Regions from separate parts of the Anas platyrhynchos genome. Here region 2 is linked to region 1. Evidence: chromatin contacts called from public Hi-C data. All regions are on one chromosome and are shown on one strand. Each heading gives the region's core, a stretch centred on a gene start, on an enhancer-like site or on the middle of the called end of the contact. The rest is flanking DNA. Distances are from core to core; before and after follow the strand shown. Region 1 overlaps LRP6 (LDL receptor related protein 6). Region 2 holds the start of BCL2L14 (BCL2 like 14).

Region 1 (7,039 bases), core at 1,247-3,746:
AGTCTTTAGTCTCAGGGTTTACACTTACAGCATCCTTGTTCATCTGAGCTGTCACTACAGTCCAGGTTGTGATCACATTTCTTGCTTTTACCAATGCACTGCCCACTGGCACAGCGGAACTGATCAGTTAAACAAAGCACTGGAAAGAGAGCCCCCCCAGACAGCAAGAGTCAGTATCAAAGACTTCTACTCTTTAAAACAATTAAGAGAACCAGACACCAAGGCACACAATCCGGGACATCTTGAGAGAGCTTTGTCTGTTGCTAGCTTCATTTCCTGAAGCAGCCAGTGGGGCATAAAAGTCCCTCATGTCAAAAAATGATTAGATGTTCTGGAGTGAATATTGCACAGTGGGTACCTGGTCCTCATTGTTTATTTTCAGTAAGATCATTCTACGAGACAGTCACCTCAACTGAAATAACTCAGAAGCAGAAGGCCACTGAGAATGCAGGTACTTATCGCGGGACATGGTTATTGTAAAATTACTGTAAGAATCCCCAACTATAAGCATTTACTGTAATATAAGTGAGAAGAATTAAGTTACTAAAATTAAATCTGCCAAACTACAATGATAAAATTGTTTAAGAGAGAAAAATGTGGTTTCTCAATGCCCTTGTACTCTTCCTGTAAAGCAGAAGACTCCCTGATTATGGGACAATATATTTCACTTGACATTATGTTTTCAAACTGAAATGAAAGACAGAATACAAAACTGAAGTTTTGCCAAAAATAAAATAAAATAAACTACTATTCTGGGAAAAAAGGTGCTGTTGTTTACTCAAATTTTTTTCCTGTTTCACATAAATCCAGAAATTCTTTCTGACTTCAGTTGAATTAAGAAGTTAAACTAAAGGCTTTTCTGACCTGCAATCAACTTGAATGCTCTGAATACTAGGGCCCCTTTGAAGGTGATAAACAGCCCCTGTTCTGATATCTCTAGCCATTGGATGGCAACTGCACAAAGCATTTTCAGATGCTGGCATCCCATCTGGCTAAAAATCACCTTCCATAAAAAAGAATTTCTGCATTGGTCTGTATATTTTTGTTTGAGCTGGAGCACATCTTTTGGAAAGAAATTCAGCCTTTATTCAAAGTCTCTTAGACAGCCTCTTCAAAGAAAGTGTACTGAAAGGATACACAGAAGAGGCATCCTTTCAAGCTTAGAAGTTGTCCCTACAACTTCTCACTACTTGTGCACTGGGGAAAAGAAGGTCAAGTTTTCTAATGTTTCACTTGGTATAGTGGTAGGGTAGCTGAGACTCCATGAGCATAACCTGTCCTTTCCAAAATTAAAAGAACTTAATTCTCATTCTGTTGGCAATAGCACTTCCCTCCATGTGACTACGGCTTAAATACTCTCTTCTGCTGTACTCTGCAGGAATCTCATGTCTCCCTCTCACCTACTCAGAGAAGTTTAATTTCATTTTATTCAGTTTAATAAAATAAACAATCCGCAGACCTTTAGTGGGCATAAAGTATTCAAAAAACCTCAGAACCCTATGACAAGGGTTTCCTCCATGTTGTAAATCACTCCAGAGTTACCAGGTTTTTAGAGTTTTAAAATATACCATTTTAAATAGTACTTTTCACAGAGCTTAAACCACTGTGCAGGAAGTCAGCGTTATTTCCACTTTACAGGTGGAGAAACAAAGGAATGTAGCTCTGAAATAATGTCCCACTCTGTGTCAAAAGAGCAGAAGCTCAGATCCTTCCAAATCCTACACTCTGCAATAACTTTAGTATCTACCATAGTGTCCCCCGAAAAATTCTGTTTTCATCATACTTTGAAAGATCCTCTGTACCTTCACAGTTTTTCTCATCTGAGTTGTCTTGGCAGTTTGCTTCTCCATTGCACCGGAGGGCACTGTCTATGCACTGTCCGCTTTCACACTGGAACTGGGTGTCTGAGCACACCGGGCAGTTTTTTTCATCACTGTGGTCCTCACATTCAGTGAAACCATCACAGCGCCAGGCCACTGGGATGCAGTCAATCTCACCTGTGAAACAGGTGAACTGCTGAGGGGAGCAAGTTGGCGGTTCTTTAAAAATCAAGCAAACAAACAAAAATTAAAAATCCAGGTGAACAATCAGCAGCAGATCACAACAGGTAAGGACAAGAATAACTCAGCTGCTTTGATTAATCAGACAGCTGATAAACATGCCACATCATAATGTAATTTCCACCCCACACTGCCTCCACAGTTGTTTGAGCAGATCTTGAGCCCCAAGTGACAGCTGCAGGTTCAAGTCAATGGAGTTTCATTAGACAAAGAATAAGAGGAACAGAGAAGCAAGCACGCACACTCAAAACACGATTCTTTTCTTTCCTTCCCACTTCAGCTTCTTACACCCTTCTCTTAGTAGGTCTTAAAGTCTTCATTTAAAGTCAACAAACTTTTCTTCCACTTCCCTCTTTCCTGCAGCACCACTGTATACACAACTGATGTCTCACTCCCTTTTTATGCTCAACAGTCAGTGTATAGAAAACGTTAAAAGGATGTAATTTGCTGCAGATGGATCACTGTGACTCAATGTCTAGTTATGTGCCCTCGACAGCTCTGTTGAGTCAAAATTCTTCTAAAATGACAAAAAACTGCTCCATCTAGTCAAGTCCCGCTATCGCAACACAGCTGTTAGCTATTACTTAACATTTACTACAGTAACTGTTAATCTCATGCAGTAAGTAAGCATGGATTTTTTTTTTATTTTAATTTTTTTTAATTTCCTTTTCCTCTCCTCCCCTTTCTGGCCTGGTATTAAACTTGCTCTGAGAAAATATCTGGATTATATTAGCTCTTGTTCCATTGTGAGACCACACGTCGCCTTGATGGCGAGAAGATTGCATAATAAATCAATTCAGTACGGTGGTACAAAGAGACCCAAGCACCCAAGTGCCTCTCTTCTCCCAAAATTTCAGCCCCACCCTTGGAGACATCAGGGCGTAGGCTGTAGTGGCCATATCACCATGGAGGAGGCAACTGGCTCTTCTGGGACTGCAGTTCAGAAAGGCACACACAGGGTGAGTTTCAGGAGAAAAGCAGAGAAGAATGAAATGGCACAGACAGAAGATGCGATGCAACACAGGAGAGTCTACCACTAGCTGAAAAAGGAGAACATGCAGAATGATATAAAAAGTAGTAAAAGAAAAAATCATACAATTAAAAAAATAAAATCAAAATAATTCAGTGGTCTTAAGTAGAAAGGGTGAACAGAAATCCGCATTCAACAGTGAGCTTCTAAGATTCTATTCTTTTACTCCTCAAAATTTGCAGGTTTAGCTCGGGGGGGTGGAGGGGGAAGCAAAACGGTAAAACATGTAAAATCATGTTACAACATCTGGTGCACTGTCACATTCTTTCTGCTCAGAAGTTGGCCCTAAAATAGAGACCTCCCCACCCAGGAGCAGAGAGCTCAGTGACGCAGAGCATGGGAAGGACTTACCTCCACAGGACAGCTCATCCTGCAGCAGAACAAGGTGGACTGGGCAAGAGCAGCGTGTGGTGCCATCGCCCTTCACAATGCAAATGTGTGAGCAACCACCATTATCTTGAGAACAAGGGTGTTGTCCTGTGATTTTAAGAAAAGACGGACAGGTAGTACAACTGCAGTCACACTTGGGAGGATAAGTAAATGAGATTCTGGGCAGTTGAGTTATCCCCTGCTCTGTCTCTCTCTCTCTTTTTTTTTTTTTTTTTTTTTAATTTTCTCTCCTCCAAGTACACTGCAGTAATTAGTGGAATCTGGAAAAAGCCTTGGACTTACTCTCCAAGAATTTGGTGAGCTCACTGACAAGAAATACCTACATCTTTTCATACCTTTCACTGATTTCTTTGTGTTCACAGAGCTCCTTTCATTACTCCCATCTTGATGGGGAGGACATTTCTAAACACAACTCTGAAAAAGTTGTATTTAATTGTATTTTTTTTCCTTTACACACACAAATAATTATCACACACATCAGTAATTGGCTGTGAACTGATACACTGAGAATCATGCCACCTGGTCTCCCAAAGCAGTAAACAGTACTCAAACCATTTGCTTCTCATGTGAAGTAGAATTAGCGCTCCAGCAAAAATGGAAGCATTAGTAAGAAAAAAGATACCTTGGATTCCATACTTAACTTTCTCTATCAAAGACAATTAAAAAAGTAAAGTTTCCAAATTTATGAATTCTGGAGCTTTCACACTGTCTCCAAAACTCAAATTAACATGCTCTAGTTAAATATCTCTTCATTTTAATGTTTAATAAGGACAACATATTTCTCTTGGAACTCCTGACAGATTTACTGAGATTAATAGCAAACAAAACTAGTAGTAGTCTGTGCTGATGCTCTAATTAAACATCCCCAGACGTCTTTCTACATATGTCTCGAAGGCATTCATCACAGCCTATTAACTAGGCCTATTTCCTCCATGAAGACAGCAGCTCCGCTGTTTTAACCATACAGCTTCCATTGTTTCAAGTGAGTGTATGTGGGGAAAGGTTATATCCTGGGCAAACAGAAAACTTTTAGAAGTGCAGACATGTTCAACACATATTGTTATTTACTGCACACTTCCTTTGAGTAATTCATGTTGTTCTTCCATCATTTAGTTTCAATATGAATTGCCCTTAACAAAAATTGTTCAGCTTGCCTTAAAACATGCAGCCAGGGTGGCTTGTCCATGATACGGTTACTGCTAGTAAAGGGCCATGAGAGCTGTGCTTGCCTAAAAGGATTAAAGACCTGACTTGTGTATTGCAGCCAGAATCCAGAAAATCCTCTACTAGTGATAACAGGATATTTCCACTGTGCCAATACATAGTCAAAACCCAGGTACCTCTATGGGACTACCTACCAGCAAAGTTGTCACCAGCAACAAATTGTGATGGGTGGCTTGTGGTAAATTTCATGTCCATTGCCAACTGCACTAAGGAAACAATACCACCCTGGCAATATAACAGACACAAAACAATGCCAACTTCTGGCCCTGTCGATCTGCCCTGATGTTGACTAGTGGCAAGGAAAATCAGGCTTCATTGCTCTTGGCCACTCCCTGCCTCCAGCCTCACAGGCACTGTTCTCACTTGCAAACAGGAATTGCACTTACTGTATTCCTGAATGTTGAGCTCTTTCACAGCATGAATGTCACTAAGTTGTGCAATACGAGCTTGGACCTTTGTACGTCCTTCTCGACCAGTCATATCAATCTTTTCAATCATCTGCTGTTGCCTGTCAATCCAATACAGCCAGTTTTCAAATACAGTTAGTCCCACAGGTTGCAAGATATTAGAGTCTTCCAAAACAATTCGGTTAGCACCTGCAGAAATAAAAGAGTAGTTTAGCTTAACTGGAATCAAACAAAATACGATTGCAAATACTTTCTACACTGCTTACACCATTCTTTTTGATTGCTTCTACACTACGAGGTAATGATGTAAGACTGATATTTTTCAGATATGATCTTTTTTTTTTTTTTCTTTTTCATCAGGAAGACAGTTTGTGTGCTTCAAATACATTTCCTATATTTAAAATGTGTCTGGAGTTGGGGGCCAACTCTCATAAGACCATCCAGTCTTTTATCAATATGGTGGTAATTGGTATTTCTTTTCATTCATCTATTCTTTTTTTTTTTTTTTTTTTTTTTTGAGAGATTAACTGCTTTGTCTTGGAATTCAGCGGGGAATAAGAAAATGGATTATTAGCTTGATTTAACTAATGCAAGATTAAATCCAAGTGAAGACAAAGCACTTAGTAGTTTTCACCTGAATTATGAGATTAAGGTAAACATTTGACTTCTGACTTCCTCATATTATTTTGTTTCAACTACATTATCTTCACAAAGGTTTTCAAGCTAAATTAGGAACATTCTTTTCTTCCTAGTGAAGATTTAGTTTCCTTAGTTCCTTCAGCAATCATCAGTAGCAGCCAAGAGGCTTTGCACCTCTGGAAGTATTTGCTGATTTTTATGCTAGATTACCTAGCATAAATATATTCAAGATCAACTGTCACATGTCACAGTTAATGCTGCATGTAAACAGAAGAGAGCCCACAGATGTTTTAGAGGTAACATTAAAGACTGTCCAAAGACAGTTAAGACTTTGTAATTCGTACACAAAAATATGTTATTCAAAACCTTTATCATATGCTCATTAACACTCATATACTCAATGAAGTTTATCAAACTCTGAGCATAAAATTATGCACAAACATAAGGATTTGGCTTAGATTTTGCAATGCTAAAATAATATTACACAGTCTAAAATTAGGCCACAGCTTGAAAATTTACACATAAATCCAGGTATGTCAAATATCTGGGCTTACTGCTATGCTTATTTTTACTTTAAAAATAGCAGACAATGGCTTTGCATATGCTCATCCACAATACCATTTCCAAGATGTTTTTAATATTTTTTTCTGGCTTGGCCTGTTGACAACTTTAATCAACAGTATGCCAATTAAAGGGACTTACAAACAAATTCAGCTACAAAAATGCATTTATCTCTATTTTACTGAATGCATACAAAGCTCAGAAGTTAAGGAACATTTCAAACATTTAGCAAATAGTAACATCTTAAGCAGAACACAGAGATTAAAACTTTAATCCTTAGGTAAACTGGGCTCTCACCCACCAATTTGGAATAACACCAGCAATGATCTGATTAAGAAAAGATGTTGATGGATTCTGAAGGAGGTTATACCCAGACTGGTGTAGAAATTAATAGATGGAGTGATGCAAGTCAAACTAAAGAACTGCAACAGTCTATTAACCCCCATGAACATGAGTCACCTTATAGGGAAAAGGTAAGAAACTGCAACCTGCATCCTGAAGAGAAAAAAAAAGCTAAGCTGGGAAGAGGGGGATATGCAAAGATGATGGGAAAGAATATAATTAGAACTAAGTAAGACCTTGACCTACCCAAATGGAGTCTGTACACACCCTGCTATACCATGCCCATGTCAATCAGCATGACATTTTGCAAAATGCTCCTAAAGCTCTGGAAGCTTAAAATTTTCACTCCATTGATGTCTTAATCATTCTTTTTAATATTTGTGACC
Region 2 (6,675 bases), core at 1,653-4,152, 56 kb before region 1:
TAAGGGAATAAAATACTGTATGCATAGATAATGGGAATAGCAAGAACTGGCTTGACAACTGAAGTCTGTCAGAGACAGGAAAGCCCAGAAGATAAGCAGTGAGGAAGACTTCTGACCTTCAGTGAAAGACCACCAGAGTATGACAGACAACTGACCACCTGAGGACTCCAGTACGCATAACCTACGTTAATGATTCTTTGGAGACCTGATGAATATACAGAAGACTTACGGGAAATGCAATAAATATGTATTTGTCCCACTAATATAAGCACATTGCCAGTAACCGCTGGTGCGCGAGTTAGGTGGAGCTATCCCCCTTGCGTCCGGCGTGTGTGTGAAAAAACATACCTGCTTTATAACCATTCCAGGGTTATAGAGTCTGAATTCCACAAGTCAGTACCCTGCAGGAGCTAAGTTTCTGTAGCAACACCCTGACAAGGGCTGGGAAAAATGGGAAAATATGGGTTCCAGGGGATAGGGAGATGTCCCTGGGGGAGTGCCTACCAACAGCCCTTCCGGAGGAATGATAAAAAATTGGAAAAATAATACCAAAATTAGAGGAGGTGATAAAAGAAGAAAATGGTTAAATGTTGTGTATCACTGTGGACAAAAGAACCAATTAAGGAAACAGCATTATTTTGGCCAAAATATAGGTCTGACGAAAATTCAGGCTTTAAATTTATATCTAAATAATAAGATTCCTTTTTCAGAGAAGGAGCCGAGTTATGCTCCCTATGATCCTAATATTGCATCGGTGGCAGCAGCAGCCACTCCAGGAAGGGCGACAGGGACTGCAATTAACGCTGTCCCTAGAGAAGGATCATACTCTAGGCTCTGGCAAGAATTAGAACAAGGTAGAAGAGATATTTAGAATTTTGCCTTCCCTGATACAAACAGTACGAACACTAACTGTGTATCCTCTTAGGTGAACTCTTCCCCCTCCTTACCAGCAGAGAGGTTAGAAGTTTTAAGAAGGAGTTGAAGGCTTTAATTGAGGACCCCATCAGGCTAGCTGAATTATTAGACCAGTTCCTAGGGCCTAACTTATACACTTGGGGAGGAAATGATGTCTGTACTAAGTCTGTTGTTTACAGGGGAAGAAAGGGGAGTGATCAGGAGGAGAGCTGCTACAAGGAGCGGCTGAGGGAGCTGGGCTTGTTCAGCCTGGAGAAAAGGAGGCTCAGGGGCGACCTTACTGCTCTTTACAGATACCTTAAAGGAGGCTGTAGCGAGGTGGGGGTTGGTCTGTTCTCCCACGTGCCTGGTGACAGGACAAGGGGGAATGGGCTTAAGTTGCGCCAGGGGAGGTTTAGGTTGGATCTTAGGAAGAACTTCTTTACCGAAAGGGTTGTTAGACATTGGAACGGGCTGCCCAGGGAAGTGGTGGAGTCACAATCCCTGGAAGTCTTTAAAAGACGTTTAGATGTAGAGCTTAGGGATATGGTTTAGTGGGGACTGTTAGTGTTAGGTCAGAGGTTGGACTCGATGATCTTGAGGTCTCTTCCAACCTAGAAATTCTGTGATTCTGTGATGTTGAAGTTATTGCCTTTAGAAATTATTAGAAATTATTGATCCTTAAAGAACCCTGGTATCTGTGTGTTCATTACGCCACAGATGATGGGTTTATCATATATATAAGCTTTTTTCCTCTCCTTCCCTAACTGTACTGATACACACAGAAGTCTGGGAACAGGCTTTGACTGTGAAAAAATGATGCAAAAATGGTTTTGAGTGCTTCTGCCTTTTCTGTATTATCTGTTTCTAGGTTGTCTACTGCAGCCATCAGTGGAACCATGTTCTTTGAATTTCCTTTTGCAAGCAGCAAATGTTCGTGTTACCTTTAATGCTCACTTCTAGCTTTAGCTCAAGCTGGGTTGTAGCTTTCTGAGTCTGTAAGTACCTAAGTAATGCTTTTATAAGTTGTCTTTTTTTGGAGCATAAAGGGATTGTTGCAAAATTCTGTCTTCCTCCACAATGGGATGGTGTGCTCCTGAGTTCTCATAACTTATTTTTATAAATCAGCTAGATCTCCTGAGCCTCTTTCTGCTTCTTGGCTGATTCCCAAGGACTCTACTGTGAAATTCCCTGAATAAGCCCAAACCCACTTTCCTGAAGTGGAGCATCCAAACTGCCACTCATCTTCCCAGCCTTTTTCTAGTTCCTTCCACCAGAGGGAACAAAGGGCAGCTGATAACAGTCCTGCCTTGAATCATCACACCGTATTTAATTAAAGTCCTTAGCAGATAACAGCACTGACTTTAGAACCAAAATATATATATGAATATATGAATATAAATGGATAAAATAAAATAAAATAAAATAAAATAAAATAAAATAAAATAAAATAAAATAAAATAAAATAAAATAAAATAAAATAAAAATTTAGTTAATTACCCAGTTTGGAATTTGACAGCCTCGTTCCCATTAAAGGTAGTATAGAGATCCTTAAAGCTGCAGATGGGCAGTGCTAGAACTGGTTTGTCAGTGGGGAAGAAGGGGAAAACCCCACTGGTTTCTTCTCTGAAGAGAAAGGAATGATAAATGTAATGGCTCATTAATGCTCAGAGTGCCCATATGGAGTTTGTAAGGGGAAAGGCCACTTTTAATTGTCAAATTATTGTCCACTATATCTGAGTATAGTGGTAAACGGTGCTATTTTTCATGTAGCCATGGGGCTGCACTTAGAGATAGCAGTCCAGCAGCTTCCAGCAGCTTTCCTCATTCACATGGTAATCAAACCTGCTCTGCTGTAGGTAGGACAGAGGTACCAGAAAATAGTCTGGACCTGGGGTGACTGTACTTTTTGTGAATCTGATGTGCTATGTGAATGTATCCTAATCTTCCTTTTTGTCTCGACTGCTAAGGTTTAGGTCAAGGATTGCTGGTTGCTACAGAAAGTAGTACAGTTGGTCTTTGATGTCAGGTAAGTGGTCATTAATACCACATTGTTACAGCAGGGGCAAAATCGTTTCACGAGTGAAATCACTGTGATGGACCCAAATAAAAAAATGCTGTATGGTGCATGCCTTTTGACCACCTATTAGGCAGACAGAAATTTTCATTCTTGCTTCCTTCTTTCCTTTCTTCCCCCACGGGTCCCCCACATGATCCTCCCTCCTGTCACAAATGGGCTGAATCCATCTTATTATTCCAAAAGGTTTACTAGGCAGAACATACAAGGCACTAGGGGAAATGCTGTCATTAGAAAACCATTGCTATTAGTCCTACTGGCACAGAAAAGTCTATTGATGGAGCAGGAAAGCAGCAGCTGGGACTGTGCTTGGATGCAAGGAGCCAGGTGTCCCTCCTCCTCCCGAGATGAAGAAAGGCAATAGGATATCTTAGTCAGGCTGCAGTGACTGCAGCCCAGATAAGAGCTATTAGCAAGCTCCTCTTCTCTCTGCTGTGATACAAGCACAAAAACAAGTCTGTTGCTAGCAGCAGAGAGAAAGAATTGATCCTTAAAAACAAAAAGCTCAGTGACTGTGGGGAACGAGGCCTGCATCTTTAAGGCCAGGTATGGAGGAAGCTACAGCTCATTACTTTATTTTATATAGCCATTATTATTTTCTGGGTTGTTTAACAATGTGCAGATGTTTGAAGGGACTATTCAGCCTTCAGGAAAGAAAATGTATTTTTTTCTCTGGTGACTGCAAGGTTTTCAGGAAAGGATAAGTGTCCTCTTGTGTGTGGACAGCATTCAGCACATGATAAATATTACTTGAATACAAATGATTTGTATGAAAACTGGTAGCTGCCTGACTTGGTTAATAGCACTGTTCTTACTAAAAAATGCTAGACACTCTTGATCCAAAGAAGTGAATTTTAAATATTTAGTAGTGAATGTCTGAACTTTATTTCTTTAATAACCACAGCTGGATTGAGCCATACTTCTACGAGACATGAGGACAAATTACTTTAAACTTAAAAGCAATGCTTAGTTAAAATCTAGTGGATTTTTTTTTCTATCTAAAGAATCCATTACAAAGCTAATATCAGTCAGCTTTCAGAAAAAAAGGCTCAACACTTTCAGCACCTCTGTTCAGAGAGTAGAACTTGTTGCACACCTCTTTTGTTACCACCTCATAAAAAAAAAAAAATAAAAACAAATATCCACCAAAATTGTACAACCTGCTGAGAAACAGTGACACTTGGAAATCCTAGGAGCTGTCAAAGTTATGAAGAAATTTAAAACAGAATATTCTAATTACACATAGACACCCAAATTTCTGTTTAAAATAACTTGGAAGTCACTTTGAAATTCGAATAATTCTCACCCTGACTATCAAGAGGTTTGAGACGTCAGCACAAAATTAACTTTCACCTGATACGCTACTAATTAAGTCAATTAGAAAGTCATCTCCTAATAATTAATTAAGACCATCATTCCTATTTTCAATTAGTCGGGCACTGCAGATTATAAATTACTTCTGGAAGTGTGACTTTGTGTCTTCAACTCTTATGAATGTAAACACCCTGCATCATTTCTCAAAAAAAAATCTTAATCACCGGAGTATGTATCCCACTGCACCCTGAAGATGAAATGTAACCAAAGTTGTACCAAAAAAAGAAAAAGCAACATGGTACAGCACCTTTGAGCATAGAATGGAATTGGGACAAATGAAAATCAGAGCTTCTGTGCTGTGGCAAAGTCTGCTGTTTGATGATCTTCTGTCCTCCCAACTTGGGATGGACAGCTGAGTACAATTTTTCATTGAATTAAATACTTTTGGGCAAAGCAAAAGTGTTATATTTAACCACATTTCTACACTGCTGTGCATTGCCCCATATATAGCCACCATAAAGCCCCTAGCCTGGCCCAGCCAGAGGGGATGTGTCTGCCTTCAGAGTGAGGCTGTTCTCTGGGGAACCAAAACCAGGGTGCAAAATGAGACCCAAATTACAGCTCCCGTGAAGTGAGGCAATGCCAGGCAAGGCAGCTAAACCTCAGCATAATTGAAAACATGAGTTTTAAAATGTGTTAGTTCAAAGAGATAAAACACAACACTTTGGTTTTGGGGGAGAAGAAAGCTTAATTTCAATCCCATATCCCCCTCTGAGGATTTTTTCAGGTATTCAGCAAAACTAGAATAATGTCAATGGGAAACCCCTTATCAACTTATATGAGGTTGCTACAGTGCTCTGTGTCTGTATCGAGGTCAATAATGTCATTAAATAATCCTCAAGAAGAGCATTAGATCCAGTTCTAAAGAGCAGTAAAACATTATAATGCTCTGCAGAGGCTTTCTTTTCCCCTCTTTCACAACCAGGGGCTTCAAATGTTGCAGCTGATGTAGTCTGCGCTCTCCTTGCTCTCTCATGCACCTTGGTGTTTCCAGCTGATGAAAGTAGAGAGGACAACACTGTTGTTGGGACGGACTGTGCCTCAGACCCACTTACATTTTCAGGAGGCCCTGCTGTTTTCTGTGGGGCTCTGCACAAGCCCAGTGATCCACCCACTTAAGTTCACTTACACAATTAAAGCCCTTGTGGTAGCACGAAGTTTGGGAGATTTACAGCACTACAGAAGTGCTAAGTCTTATGATTAATGGACTAACAAATGCCAGAGAAGTAGGAAGATTGGAAACCCGGCATCTCTGTCTCAGAGGAAAAGACCCTTATGCACACAGATGGTTGGTTTTAAATTAAATGGAAAAAGCAGCTTTTATTGTTAATGTTAAAAAAAAAAAAAAAAAAATGTAGTAAGTCCGAAAGGGTTGCATGAAATGGATATCCCAAAATTCAAAAACCATACTTCTTCCTCAGGAAGCCAAGGATTTTATTCCACATATTCCTTTGGGAATTATTATTCTAATTCAACACAAAGTGATAAATTCTTAATCTTTTAATTACTGAGGCTTATAGATCTGCCATCTGTATTACCCACCTTGTCTTTTTCCACCCTCTGGTAACTGTGCAAAGCAGGGCGGCTCAGTTCATTTTTCAGTGTTTTCTATCCTGATCCAGTGTTTTTGCCTGACTGGAAATTTTGCTAAAATATCACTCGATAGAAATCCTTATCAAATAATTTATTCCATTTGACCTGTGAGTATAACTAAGTAACATGGGCTGTAACTGCAATTGTGCCAGCCTCTGATCCCCTTGATTCATATGGTTTCATTCTGCTTGTGGTTTCCAGTCCCATACTTCCCCTCCAAAACATTTTCCCTTTACAGCTATTAACTACAGTGAGTGAAGTGTATAAGAACACTCTACATATTTCCTATATGAAGCACATGACAGTTATCCATTCTAGAAAGGGGAAAGACCCCTATGACATAAGGATATGTTCATTCCACTTCAAATGCCAGTAGTAAACAGGAGAAATTAAGACGTTAGGTACAGAGGTACTGAGGTATACCAGTACACCTAAATTAAGACTTTAGGTCCAGAGGTACAGAGACTGAGGTACACCACAGCTGGTGAGTTGAGCAAGTCTTCCTCTTACATGTGTGAAGACCATATGCAGGAAGTTACTGAAACTCCTTCAATGCATATGAAGTAATTAGTGAAATGCAAATATGCAAAAAAAATAATTTAAATAGTGAAATAAAAGTATACAGAAGTAGGTATGCAGTTGGAGATAACACAAGCACCTGAAACAGCTCAGTGACATCTGAAAATTTTGTTCTGCAGGTGGGAGCTCTGTCAGAGCGCTGGCATGGTGCAGTGTAC

Evidence for each region. Hi-C and Micro-C count contacts between places; a contact is called where the count stands out from the background.
Region 2: a Hi-C map of skeletal muscle shows a contact between it and region 1, with 2.6 times the contacts expected there. The contact joins the promoter of BCL2L14 here to the enhancer-like site in region 1. A contact is called at or near these places in 2 of 8 Hi-C or Micro-C datasets (liver and skeletal muscle).

Annotation. Positions count from the first base shown.
Region 1 is chr1:70,597,033-70,604,071 of IASCAAS_PekinDuck_T2T, reverse strand. LRP6 (LDL receptor related protein 6) reads right to left here. Exons shown (of 22, transcript XM_038172428.2): 15 at 5,091-5,300; 16 at 3,442-3,567; 17 at 1,803-2,039; 18 at 29-139. Among named protein-coding and RNA genes, the nearest start is that of BCL2L14, 57 kb to the left of the region's middle. Within about 2 kb of position 2,496, at least 2 of the 8 cell types and tissues checked have an H3K27ac peak or open chromatin away from gene starts, as enhancers often do.
Region 2 is chr1:70,653,772-70,660,446 of IASCAAS_PekinDuck_T2T, reverse strand. BCL2L14 (BCL2 like 14) reads left to right here and starts at 2,902. Exons shown (of 8, transcript XM_005010033.5): 1 at 2,902-2,923. The coding sequence starts at 2,917.